Linked DNA regions of Nomascus leucogenys: region 1 is linked to region 2. A link is a contact called in public Hi-C data. All regions are on one chromosome and are shown on one strand. The core of a region is the stretch at or near the end of the contact, and the rest is flanking DNA. Distances in the headings are between cores, read along the strand shown.

Region 1 (5,789 bases), core at 266-2,765, 270 kb before region 2:
GAGATACTGCCTTGAAATTCTTCCTTTTTACTGACTCAAGGCCCCACCTGGACTTTGGGATGAGGGTACTCATAGGTATTCTTCTGTCTTCCAGTCTTCCATTTTGGAAATAGCTCCCAACTTTGGCCTCATTCTAGTAACCGCAAACTTGGCCGGGCACGGTGGCTCACGACTATAATCCCAGCACTTTGGGAGGCTGAGGCGGGTGGATCACTTGAGGGCAGGAATTCGAGACCAGCCTGACCAACATGGCGAAACCCCGTCTGTACTAAAAATACAAAAATTAGCTGAGCATGGTGGTGGGCGCCTGTGATCCCGGCTGCTTGGGGGGCTGAGGCAGGAGAACTGCTTGAATCCGGGAGGCGTAGGTTGCAGTGAGCCAGGGTCACACCAATGTACTCCAGCCTGGGCGACAGAGTGAGACTTGGTCTCAAAAAACGAAGCTGAGCTGAGCTGAGCTGAGCTGAGGTAAACTATAAACTAAACTAAACTAAACTGAACTAAACTACTAAACTAAACTGTAACCGCAGACCTAAACTAAACTAAACTAAACTGAACTAAACTACTAAACTGTAACCGCAGACCTAAACTAAACTAAACTAAACTGAACTAAACTACTAAACTGTAACCGCAGACCTAAACTAAACTAAACTGAACTAAACTACTAAACTAAACTAAACTGTAACCGCAGACCTAAGGATAAGACCTTTCTCGCAGGGGACTCGGAGGCATCCCTTCCGGTTTGAAACCAAATGTCTGTCCTGTAGCGAACTCTTCCTTTTCGGTAACTCTCCTGGTGCCTCTCTGGGGGTCCGCTCCCGTCTCCGTGCCATTCCTCAATTACTTTAGCGTGGGACTAGCAGGCTGTGCAGGGCTGAGGTCGGAGACCAGGGCTTGGTGTCCTCCTGTGTGCCTCGCCTGGGTTCAGACAGCTGCCACCTGGGGCCACCTGAATACCCCCTCCCCGCGCAGGGGCTGACAGGATGCTAACCCTGTGAAGGCCCAGAGTGAGATTCCTTCAGCTGAGCTGTGTCCCTAGGGATGGGGGCTTCACTGGCCCCTCTCCCCCAGTCAGCCCGACCTACCTTCCTTAGGTCACAAAGCCTCATCTTACCCCGGGGCCCCTCCCATGTAGGTGGCCAGGTTGGCTCTGCCGATGTTGGGCTATCCCCACCCAACCCCCACTAGTGAAGCGAGGTGGCATCTGTCTTCAATTCTCTTTGTATTTTTGGGGGGGCTTTCTGAGTGGTGGTCAGGTGCTGTATCCCCTGGGACGCTCAGAGCTCACCCGGACCCCTCCCTTTCTCGGCCCTGCACCTGAGGAGTGTGGGGCCAGGTGGCGGCCTGGAGGGGAGAAGCTGCCGGACAGCCACTCACTCTACATGGTGAGATTTGCGCATGCCCTGTTGGCAGGCGAACTCTCACCTCAAATTCAGCTTTGAGAGCCGCTCACGGCCAACAGCCTCAGTGCTGTGCTGTGGTTGAGTTTCACGCTAGCCAGGGAGGCGCCGTTCCCCATCCTTCCACGCGATTGCAACTTCTTGGACGCTGCGGGCAGAAGCCGGGTCACGCGCACGGACTCCCAGCCTGTCCGCTACGCGTTCCCGTTTCCTGAGCTGGGGAGGGCTTTGGCCACAAGGGGGCAGCGCGGGCTCACGGGGCCTTGGGCTTAGATGGAGACGGCAGCGCTGGGAGAAACGAGGACCTGGAAACTAGGAAAGGAAGCGGCCTGAGGACGGGGAGGCACGTGGATCGCATCAGCGATGCCCCTCAGCGCCCAACCTTGGGGCTCTGTGCACGCCGCTCCATATCAAAAGATCTCTGCAAGGAGAATTATCGGGAAAGACGATCTCAAGCACCAAAAAATCCCACATCAAAGAAAGACTATCATATGCATCTAAAAGCTGAACCGAAAGGTGCATTGGTTCTGGAAAGTCTATTTCTAGAACATTCGATTGCTTTAGGCTTCTAGAAATTGAAGTTTTACTGAGCCTCAGGGTTTCAGGCTTAATTCACTGTGCTGTGCGTCCCTACTGTCTTCACTACTTCCATCGGGTTGGTGTGCGGGGTCAGAAGTCCGCGGAACAGGTGTGACACTCCTTCCTAGAGCAGAAATATTAGGGAAAATGATTTTGAAAATAAAACACTACTTAAAAATGGAAAACACAATTATATAATGGAATAAAATGCAAAATTCATAGACGTTTATAAATTAAAATATAAGCTATAGAAAACACACGGCTACCAGGCGCTCTTTGATGGAGAAGTGTGAAGACGCTGCCTTTCCTAACTTGCTGTGTGACACTGGACAAGTTTCATCACTTCTCTGAGCCTTGGTTTCCTCATTTGCAGAACATCAGGGTGATTTGGACTTGATGATTTTGAAAGCCTGCTGTGCTTTTGTTTTTATTAACTTCACCAATCCATTTCTTTTCTTATGTATCAGTCAGGGTTCTTCAGAGAAACAGAACCAATATATATTTTTATTAAGAGAGTTATTTCTAGGAATTAGCTCACATAATCTTGCAAGCCCGAAATCCGTCGGGCAGCCCCAAAGACTGGAAACTCAGACTGAGTTATTGCTGTGGTCTTGAGGAAGAATTTCATCTTCTCCTGAAAACCTAGATTTTTGAGTTTAAGGCCTTTTAACTGATTTCACGGGATCCACCCACAGTATCAAGGATAATTTATTTTACTTAAAGTCAACTGATTGTTAACCACATCTACAAAATATCTTCACAGCAACACGGAGATGTGTGTTTGATTAAATAACTTGGTACTGTAGCCTGGTAAGTTGACACAGAAAACTAACTGTTACACACCTCCCAGCCACCCGGCTTCATGAGGGATGACCTGGGTAGCGCTCCAAAGGCCTCTGCACTCAGTTTAATGCCCTGCTGTCACTCTCTTGAAATTCTTAAACATTTTGGAACGAGGGCTTCTCCATTTTTATTTTGCACTGGGCAGGCCTGCAAATTATGTAGCCAGTCCTACTGCCCCAAAAGAAATAGAGAAATATATAGAAATATACAGAACCTAAGTTTTACCATTGTGACCACTTTAAGTGTACAGTTCAAGGGCTTTAAGTTCCTTACAATTATTGCACGACCATCACTCCCATCCCTCTCCAGAAAACGTTTTCATCTTCCCTAACTGAAGCTCTGTACCCATTAAACACTAACTCCTCTTTCCCCACCACCTCCAGCCTGTGGGAACCACTATTTACTTTGCTTCTGAATTTGACTCTTCTAGATACCCCATATAAATGGAATCACACAGTATTTGTCCTTTTGTGTCTGGTTTATTTCAAGAGCACGATGTCCTCAAAGTTCATTTTGTTATTGTATGTGTCAGAATTTCTCTCCTTTTAAAGCCTGAATAATACTATTGTATGAATATACCTTATTTTGTTCCTCCATTTGTCTGTTGATAGACATTTGACTATTGTAAATAATGCTGTTATAAAGATAGGTGTACAAACACCTCTTTGAGATCCTGCTTTGAATTATTTTGAGTATATACCCAGAAATAGAATTTCTGGATCATATGGGATTGCTATGTTTAATTTTTTGAGGAACCACCATGCCATTTTCTGCAGTGGCTGTTCCATTCTACACTTCTGCTACATTTCTATTACATTTGTGCTTTGAGGGAACCCCCAAAGCAAAAGAGTTCCAGTTTCTCCGTATCCTCACCAGACACTTGTTAGTTTCTGGTTTTTGTTTTTTTATTTAATTGATTCTAAGGGGTGTGGTCTCTCACTGTAGTTTGATTTGCATTTCCCTAATGACTAGTGATGTTGAGCATCTTTTCATGTGGTTTTTAAATATCATTTGTTTACATTCTTTGGAGAAATGTCTATTTTGAATCTTTTGCCCACTTTTTTGATTGGGTCATTTGTATTTTCATTGGCGAATTGTAGGAATTCTCAGTGTATTTTGGATATGAATCCCTCATGAGATAAATGATTAAAATATGCATTGCTTGAGGGTAGGAGCCTACCTTAAGGTTCTTTTCATTCCCCTCAAGCACTTGTTGCATGGCCTATGATCAAGGAATGCACTCCATGAAGTCTGCAAGGCATGGTAGGTCGGAGGCAAATTGAAACGAGGTTTGAAAAAAGGGATACGAAAAGCATTTTCTAGGCAAGTCCAAGACTGGTTACCCTAGGAGGGAAGCCTCCTGGGGTAATCAGTGAGGCTCGTGCTCCCAAAGAATAATCTTGGAGGTGCAGAAGAGGAGACAGGGAGGCAATCAATTCTTGGTCTTTATTAAGAAGAAGGTGAGAAGAGTCCCATTCCCCAAACACCCCCGAAATAGACATGCTGCTGGTCAGGCTATGGGAGGGCTGATGTCCAGGCAGACCCTGCTAGGAGAGGGCAGCTCCGGGCGAGTGGGCTCTCACCTGAGCACCTGAGAGACCCTCAAGGGTGAGAGATATCAGAGCAGGGTGCACACCACCCCTGTGCCACATTTGCCAAGGAGCCCCCTTCCAAAGAGGGCTGGAGAGGGAACCCCCAAGGCTACAGACCCTGCAAATTTTACTTTCACACCCAGGTGGAATCTGTGAGTGACTGAACCCCTGACCTCCTAGATAAACAAAACACATCAGGGCTCCTCTTTCTCCTGGGAAAACAGGATGTGGTAATTGCAGGTGATTGCAGGATGGGGTGCCTGTTGAAGATGTAAACAGGGATGTGAGTGCTGGGCCACCTCCAGCTGCGGGGATTGGGAGGATAAAGGGGGCCCCTATCCAGGACCTAGTTCATCACCGTGGGGTTGGCAGGGGACATCTGCTCCCCCATCATTGGGCCAATGGGATGCTGGGGCTCCACCCTCATCAAGGGAGGCCTGGGGAGAGGCATGAGGGTGGCTTGTTTTCTGCTCTGACTTCAGTAGGACACCTTTCTCCAAATACAAATTTAGGAACATCCCAGTGGGTTCTAGCTTTTCTCAGATGGCACAGAACTTTGGGAAGGCAGGATGCATTTTCTCAAAGTTCTTTGAGGTAGAGTGTGGCACCTGTAGAAGCAACCAGGTGCAACGGGCCTGGTCCCAGGGTTGATATGTAAGCAGGGCTGCAAACCAGGCACACCTGTGTCCAGGAGCCTCCATGTGTGGCACTAGTACCCTGAGATAAACGTGTGCACCACACACACACACACACACACAATGTAGAGATCCCGATAGAATGGAGGAGCGTTTGGACAGTAAAGAAGGGGGATGTTAAAACGCAGCATTGACCTCCCTATTTCTATTGCAACCAGCAGTGTGATACATAATGGAGGAGGCTCTGGCCCCATTTCCACTGCTAATTAATATGTAAGTCCTGTCGCCTCTGAGAGACCTTCACTTTTCTATCTGTTCAATGGGCTCATGATGCCTTATCCTGCTCATTGGGTTTCTATGAGAATCAAATAAACTGAAAGATGAGAAATTTCTCTGAAAACTCTGAGTGCATCGCAGTCACTGCACTGTTGGAACAAGAACGCAAGAGAGGGTAGATGGGTAGCTGGGGCTCAGCCCTGCATCTCCTAGGTCAGCCCGGGGTGGGGGGATGGCAGAGGCTCAAGGAAGTGCAGTGCCCTCTGCTGGACATGGTGGTGCATGGTGCACCGCAGCTCACCCGCAGCCCTACCTGGGCGCAGTGGGGCTGGCTCCCCCACCCTGCCTTCTTCTTGATCAACTTATTTTTTTGAAAAAGGGTCTTGCTCTTTCTCCCAGGCTGGAGTGCAGTGGCACAATCATGGCTCACTGCAGTCTTGACTTCCTGGGCTTGAGCGATCCAC
Region 2 (5,705 bases), core at 49-2,548:
TTGAGGCCATTTTGGGGTATTGTTTTCTGAGTTTCAACACTAACAAGTTTGCATGCCAAAATTTCATGAATACTGGTAAAAGATATGAGACTCCTGGGTCAGAGACAAAGGATAATACTAACAGCAATAACAGTAGTCACAGTATTGTCATGGGGCCAGTTTCTGAGCCTTAATTCTTGCACGACTATGTGATGAAGGCAGGTTGCATTATAGCAGAGGGGCCCCAAGTTTAGGAAACTCAAATCTCTTACAATTGGGAATAAGTCTGCCAGATCTTTGGAGAGACAAGAATACTGCCTTCCAGGGCTATTCAATGCAGAAACATCCTTGAAAAGATAGTTGGAAAAAGGCAGTCAGTGCCTCTGCTCTCTCAAGACATGCAGGAACATGACACATGTCTCCCAATAGAAAAGGAATGAAAGTGCATCGTGTGAAAAGTATTCTGCATCCGGAGGCTGTAAAGTGATCAAACTGAAGCAGGAACGAAGATTTGAAGGAACCATCCAGGCCTACTGTACCAGGCAAGAATTGAGCACGAACTCTAGTTATCTCAGCTAAACTTTGCAGAAGTCCTCAATTTCACTGTTTTAATGGACACTTGCCCATTAAAACAGTGCTTGTCATGAGCACTTTCCACATTTATTTCACTTTATCCTCACATTTCATTGAAACAGATATTACAGCCATTGTACTCATGAGTAAATGGACTTTGAAACATGATGACTTGTTCACTTTTTCAACCACAGGACAAGAATCAGGTTTTCTCGGAGCTCTTCTGCCGCCTCCCCTCTCTTGTTTCTCCTTACCGCGGCGGGGCAGAAGAAGACTGGCCAAAATAAGTAAACGACTAATGCAAGAGTGGCATAGGTCCTCAAAAAGGCGCTGCAAACTTAAGTGGTGATTGCACTCACGGTGCTTTAAGACCCAGCCACTACTTCGGAAGCAGGAAGTTGGGATCTCTGGTTTCTCCCATCCGCGGGCCTGAGGTTCCCGGGGATTGGTTACGGAAGAGTCTCCTTTTCCCATTTCCAGCCGGAAGTAGGCTTCCAGTGACACGGAAGCCCTACTGCGCCGCCTGGGAGACCCTTCCGTGCTACCCCGGCCAGGGACCCGCCCGGACCTGAGGAGGCGGGAACTGCGGGCACAAAGGCCCGCCCCACTCTCCCAGGATTTCCCGTACACACCGGAAGTGGGTGGGGCTCCTCCGGCCCTCCTCCCCCTTCCCCCCCGCACGATTGGCCAGCGCCGCTGTCTCTCAGCGTTCTAGGCGAAGGGACTGGGCGATTCCCAGCACTCGGGTCGCGGGCGCTGGCAGCCAGGCGGGTGGGAGGGGCCGGAGCAAAAGTTCCGGGCGCCTGAGCCCGCTGCTCGTGCCATGGAGCGGAGCCCCGACGTGTCCCCCGGGCCTTCCCGCTCCTTCAAGGAGGAGTTGCTCTGCGCAGTCTGCTACGACCCCTTCCGCGACGCAGTGACTCTGCGCTGCGGCCACAACTTCTGCCGCGGGTGTGTGAGCCGCTGCTGGGAGGTGCAGGTGTCGCCCACCTGCCCGGTGTGCAAAGACCGCGCGTCGCCCGCCGACCTGCGCACCAACCACACCCTCAACAACCTGGTGGAGAAGCTGCTACGCGAGGAGGCCGAGGGCGCGCGCTGGACCAGCTACCGCTTCTCGCGCGTCTGCCGCCTGCACCGCGGCCAGCTCAGCCTCTTCTGCCTCGAGGACAAGGAGCTACTGTGCTGCTCCTGCCAGGCCGACCCCCGACACCAGGGGCACCGCGTGCAGCCGGTGAAGGACACTGCCCACGACTTTCGGGTAAGACCAGCGGTTTGCACGAGGCGGCCGAGCCGGGTGTGGAACCCGGAACCCCTTAGCTCTGCGGCTCCCGCCCCTCCTGCCTGCCAGAGCCCAGTGTGCCCGCGTCTCGCTCCCAGCATGCAGGACCCCACCTCTCCGACCCAGGTTCCCAGGGCTGCCTGCTTCTTCAAGGTCGGCCCAGGGGCCCGTGCTGGGAGAAGAGAATGCGAACAGAAAGTGAGAGCTGAGGTTACATGATGTTCCCAAGACAGCGACACTTGCTTCTGAAGGGCCCAGGCCATGCACCCCTTGTGCCAGCCGGGTGTGGCCCAGGTCCCTTTAAGCGGCACGGATGTGGGTGCAGCCCATGAGCCCTGTAGCTTGGCACACTCAGTTTAGAAGTGGAGGAGGAGCCACAGACCTGGCCAGGGGTGTGGAGCCTTAAGATTTCCCCCAAACCAGTCACCTACTTGCCCAGCTGATCCCACGGTTTGTATTATCTGGGGGAGAGGCCTCTGACCCTGGCTGGCTGGCCTGTTCTGGTTTATAAACCAGCATCTCCATACCTAGAGTTCTAGTGGCTATACATAAACCCAGGAGCAATTTACAGGGCAAAACTAACATGGAGAATTCTTCGATACAGGAAGGAAAAATGAACAGAAGATAATGGTTAGCCTAACTCAGCATTTTCCAAAACGTTTAATCTTAGCCCATAGGAAGCAATACATTTTCCCTTGTGACCCAGAACATACGTATCAGTTGAAACAAAACTTTTCTGAACATGTCCGTGGCACTCTGGTATTTTCTGTTACTTCACTTTTTTTTTTTTTTGAGACCTCTGTCGCCCAGGCTAGAGTGCAGTGGCGTGCTCTCAGCTCACTGCAAACTCCGCCTCCCGGGTTCAAGTGATTCTGGTGCCTCAGCCTCCCGAGTAGCTGAGATTACAGGCATGTACCAACATGCCTGGCTAATTTTTTTTTTTTAATTTCTTGTAGAGATAGGGTTTCACCATGTTGGCCAGGCTGGTCTGGAACTCCTGGCCTCAAGTGATCTGCCCTCCTCTGCCTCCCAAACTACTGGGATTACAGGCGTGAGCCACTCTGCCTGGCCTCTGTTACTTTTAAAAATTACCCAGAATGTGAAACATTGAATTTATTTCATCACCTGCCAATGCATGAGTCAGAGCCCCAATTGGGAGAACACTGGGTAGCTGGCGTGAAGCTGCATGGACTGGAGAGGAGGAGCTGCTCGAGTCCCCAGTGCCTGGTCTCTGGGCCCCTCTGCGGCCCTGCCTTCTTTTTTTGCAATACCTTTTTAAATACAGAAGTCTGTTCCACTCCAAATGCATTTGACAAAGTTTAACTGAAGGGGAATGTAAAGATGCTGTCAGTACGCATGTCTCAATGAGTAACCCTATTACTCCTGTCATCTTTTTTGCTTAACGTGGGTCCCTGTCAATGCTTTTCCTGTTTCCACTGGCAGAAGTGGCAGATCCTGATTTGGGACAGCTGGCATAAGTGCTGGCCAGCCTGGGGTCTGGGGCCCAGGTAAAGGAGGGATCATGGTTCAGGTCATGACTGATCCCTATTTGGCTGGCCGAGGTGCTGATCAGGAGATGGGCAGGGGTCAAGGCTGAGAACACCCAGGCACAGCCCTCAGGTTGGGGCCAAGCCAGGATTCAAGAGCAGAGAGCCACGCACCAGCAGATGCCTGGTACTGCAAGGTCCCAGGGATACTGCAGGAGACAAGATAGACAATTTCCAGCCTCAAGGAGCTTCCAGCAGAGACCCGAGGGAAGAGGAGGTGTTAGCCAGGTGAAAGAGGGTATTTTAGATAGAGGCAGCAGCATTTGGAAGGGTCCAGAAGTGGGAAAGCCTGACTTTCCAGGCACCGAGGGAATTTCAAGGTAGTTAGAATGAGGATGGACGTGCAGGAGGATCCAGGAGGCCTGTGGTTCACCCTTGCTGTGAAGAGCAGCTGGGGGTTTTAGCAGAAGAATGATGGTGTCAAGTCAGTGGACACTCAGGATGATGTCAGGGACTGAGTAGTCTAGTCCCAAATGGATCTGAGAAGAATGAGAGCCAAGTGTGGTCAGCCTGATGCAGGGTGCAAATCACTCATTTACTAGACAAATGGGTACTGATGGCTGTTGTGTGCCGTGGCCTCTTCTTAGCTTCATGGAATTCTCATTTGAACAGGGGGCATAGACAGTCAATAGACAAGATGTAGTTCTGTGTGATTCAAGGTAGGTGGTTGTGGGGGAGCGGTATGGGAAGATTCCCTCCACCACTTGGTAAGAAGGGACTGGGTAAGAAGCTGTGTGCCTCGCTGAGGGGGTTTTCCGTTGTGTGCTGTGGGGAGCTCTGAAAGATTCTAAACGGGAGTTTGTGATGGGATGTGTGCTTTAGAAAAAGACTACTTTGCCAACTAACTATGTGAGGAATAGCAAAGTCAAAATCATCCCAGCTAACACATTTCAGTGCTCACTGTGTGCTAGATGCCTTTCAGTGTTCACACGTCAACAAATTTAATGCTCACAAAAACTTATTTTCAGGTCCTGTGTTTCCTGTTACTGCGTAATACATGGCTACAAATGTGGTGGTTTAAAATAGCACAAGTTTGTTCTCTTATGGTTCTGGAGGTCAGAAGTCCCAAAATCGAGGTGTCTGCAGGGCTACATTCCTTTTGGAGGCTCCAGGGAGAATTTATTTCCTTGCCTTCTCCAGCTTGCAGAGGCCCCTTCTTCCATCTCTGAAGTGTGTCATTCCATTCTGCGTCTGTTGTCACTTTGCCTTCTTTGACCAGTTCTACTACCTCCCTCTCATTAAGGACCCTGTAATGACATTGGGCCCACCCAGGTAATCCAGGATAACCTCCCCACAGCAAGATCCTTAATTTAATCATCCGCACAGTCCCTTTTGCCATACAAGATTCTGGGGATTAGAATGGGAACATCTTTTGGGGGAAATAATTATTCAGCTTGCTACAGTTAGGTACTATTATCCCCATTTTATAGACAATGATAGAATCATAGAGAGGGTAAGAAACTTGTCGAAAGTCACAGAGCAAATAGCTCTAAAGATCACCTGGAGTCTTGTTCAGTTCACACACTGGTCCTGGACTTGTGGGCAGCTGACTGTGTATTAGGGGTTTGAGTGTCTGTTGACCACTGTCAGGGCTGGCAGAAGGTACTGGTTGTGTGCCAGTACTGCGTGTCCAGGACAGGACCGGACAGTCCTAGACCTTGCCTTTGTGGGCATGATTGTATCATCTCACTAATAATTACATAGTTTCAGCTCGACGTTCCTGAGAAGGACAGTACAGGATGTGGTGGGAGATTGTAAGGGGGAGGCTGCTCTTGTTTGGCGGGGTGTGGGAGGGAGTCTCCAAGGAAGTGACTTCGCTGAGAGGAGCTGATTGAGGGGTGGCGAGCAGTGTGTGTGTGTGGTGGGGGTGCGACGGCAGGGCACAGCGTGGGGGTGTGCAGTGACTGAGAGATGTTTCACGTGGGGATGAGGGACTGCAGCACAGATCCCACAGGACACAGAGGGCCCTGCTAAGGAGCTGGGATTTTTGTCGTAGGTGCAGTGGCGCATGATGGAAGGACTGATGAGATTTGGGAGCCTGGCATCATGCTTACAGCAGAGCTGTAGCAAGGAACAGTGCTTAGAAGGACCTTCAGAAATCCTAGTGCGGCGTTTCTCAAACTTGAACAAGTATGCATTCTTCTTAAAGGAAAAAACAGTTCAGCAGTGAGAGTTAAATTATGTTATTACTTACATGCATACAAACGCAAACCTGGTATAAATAGCACTTGCTCACGCCACATATAAGCAATAAAACCAAAGGAAGTGAACAGTTTGAATACAAAACTATAATCAATAACATTCCACTTAAAATATTAATTCTGAAG

The links. A called contact is a pair of places that touch in the nucleus more often than the background predicts.
Region 1: a contact with region 2 is called in a Hi-C map of a lymphoblastoid cell line, with 7 times the contacts expected there. The contact joins the enhancer-like site here to the promoter of TRIM35 in region 2. A contact is called at or near these places in 2 of 4 Hi-C or Micro-C datasets (a lymphoblastoid cell line and an unstated tissue).

The regions. Positions count from the first base shown.
Region 1 is chr8:32,407,712-32,413,500 of Asia_NLE_v1, reverse strand. It overlaps EPHX2 (bifunctional epoxide hydrolase 2), which reads right to left. Exons shown (of 19, transcript XM_030817011.1): 19 at 1,910-2,103. The coding sequence ends at 2,070. Among named protein-coding and RNA genes, the nearest start is that of CLU, 24 kb to the left of the region's middle. Within about 2 kb of position 1,515, the one cell type or tissue checked has an H3K27ac peak away from gene starts, as active enhancers do. A contact at or near this core is called in a lymphoblastoid cell line, where this site is marked.
Region 2 is chr8:32,141,388-32,147,092 of Asia_NLE_v1, reverse strand. It overlaps TRIM35 (tripartite motif-containing protein 35), which reads left to right and starts at 1,298. Exons shown (of 8, transcript XR_004031306.1): 1 at 1,298-1,810.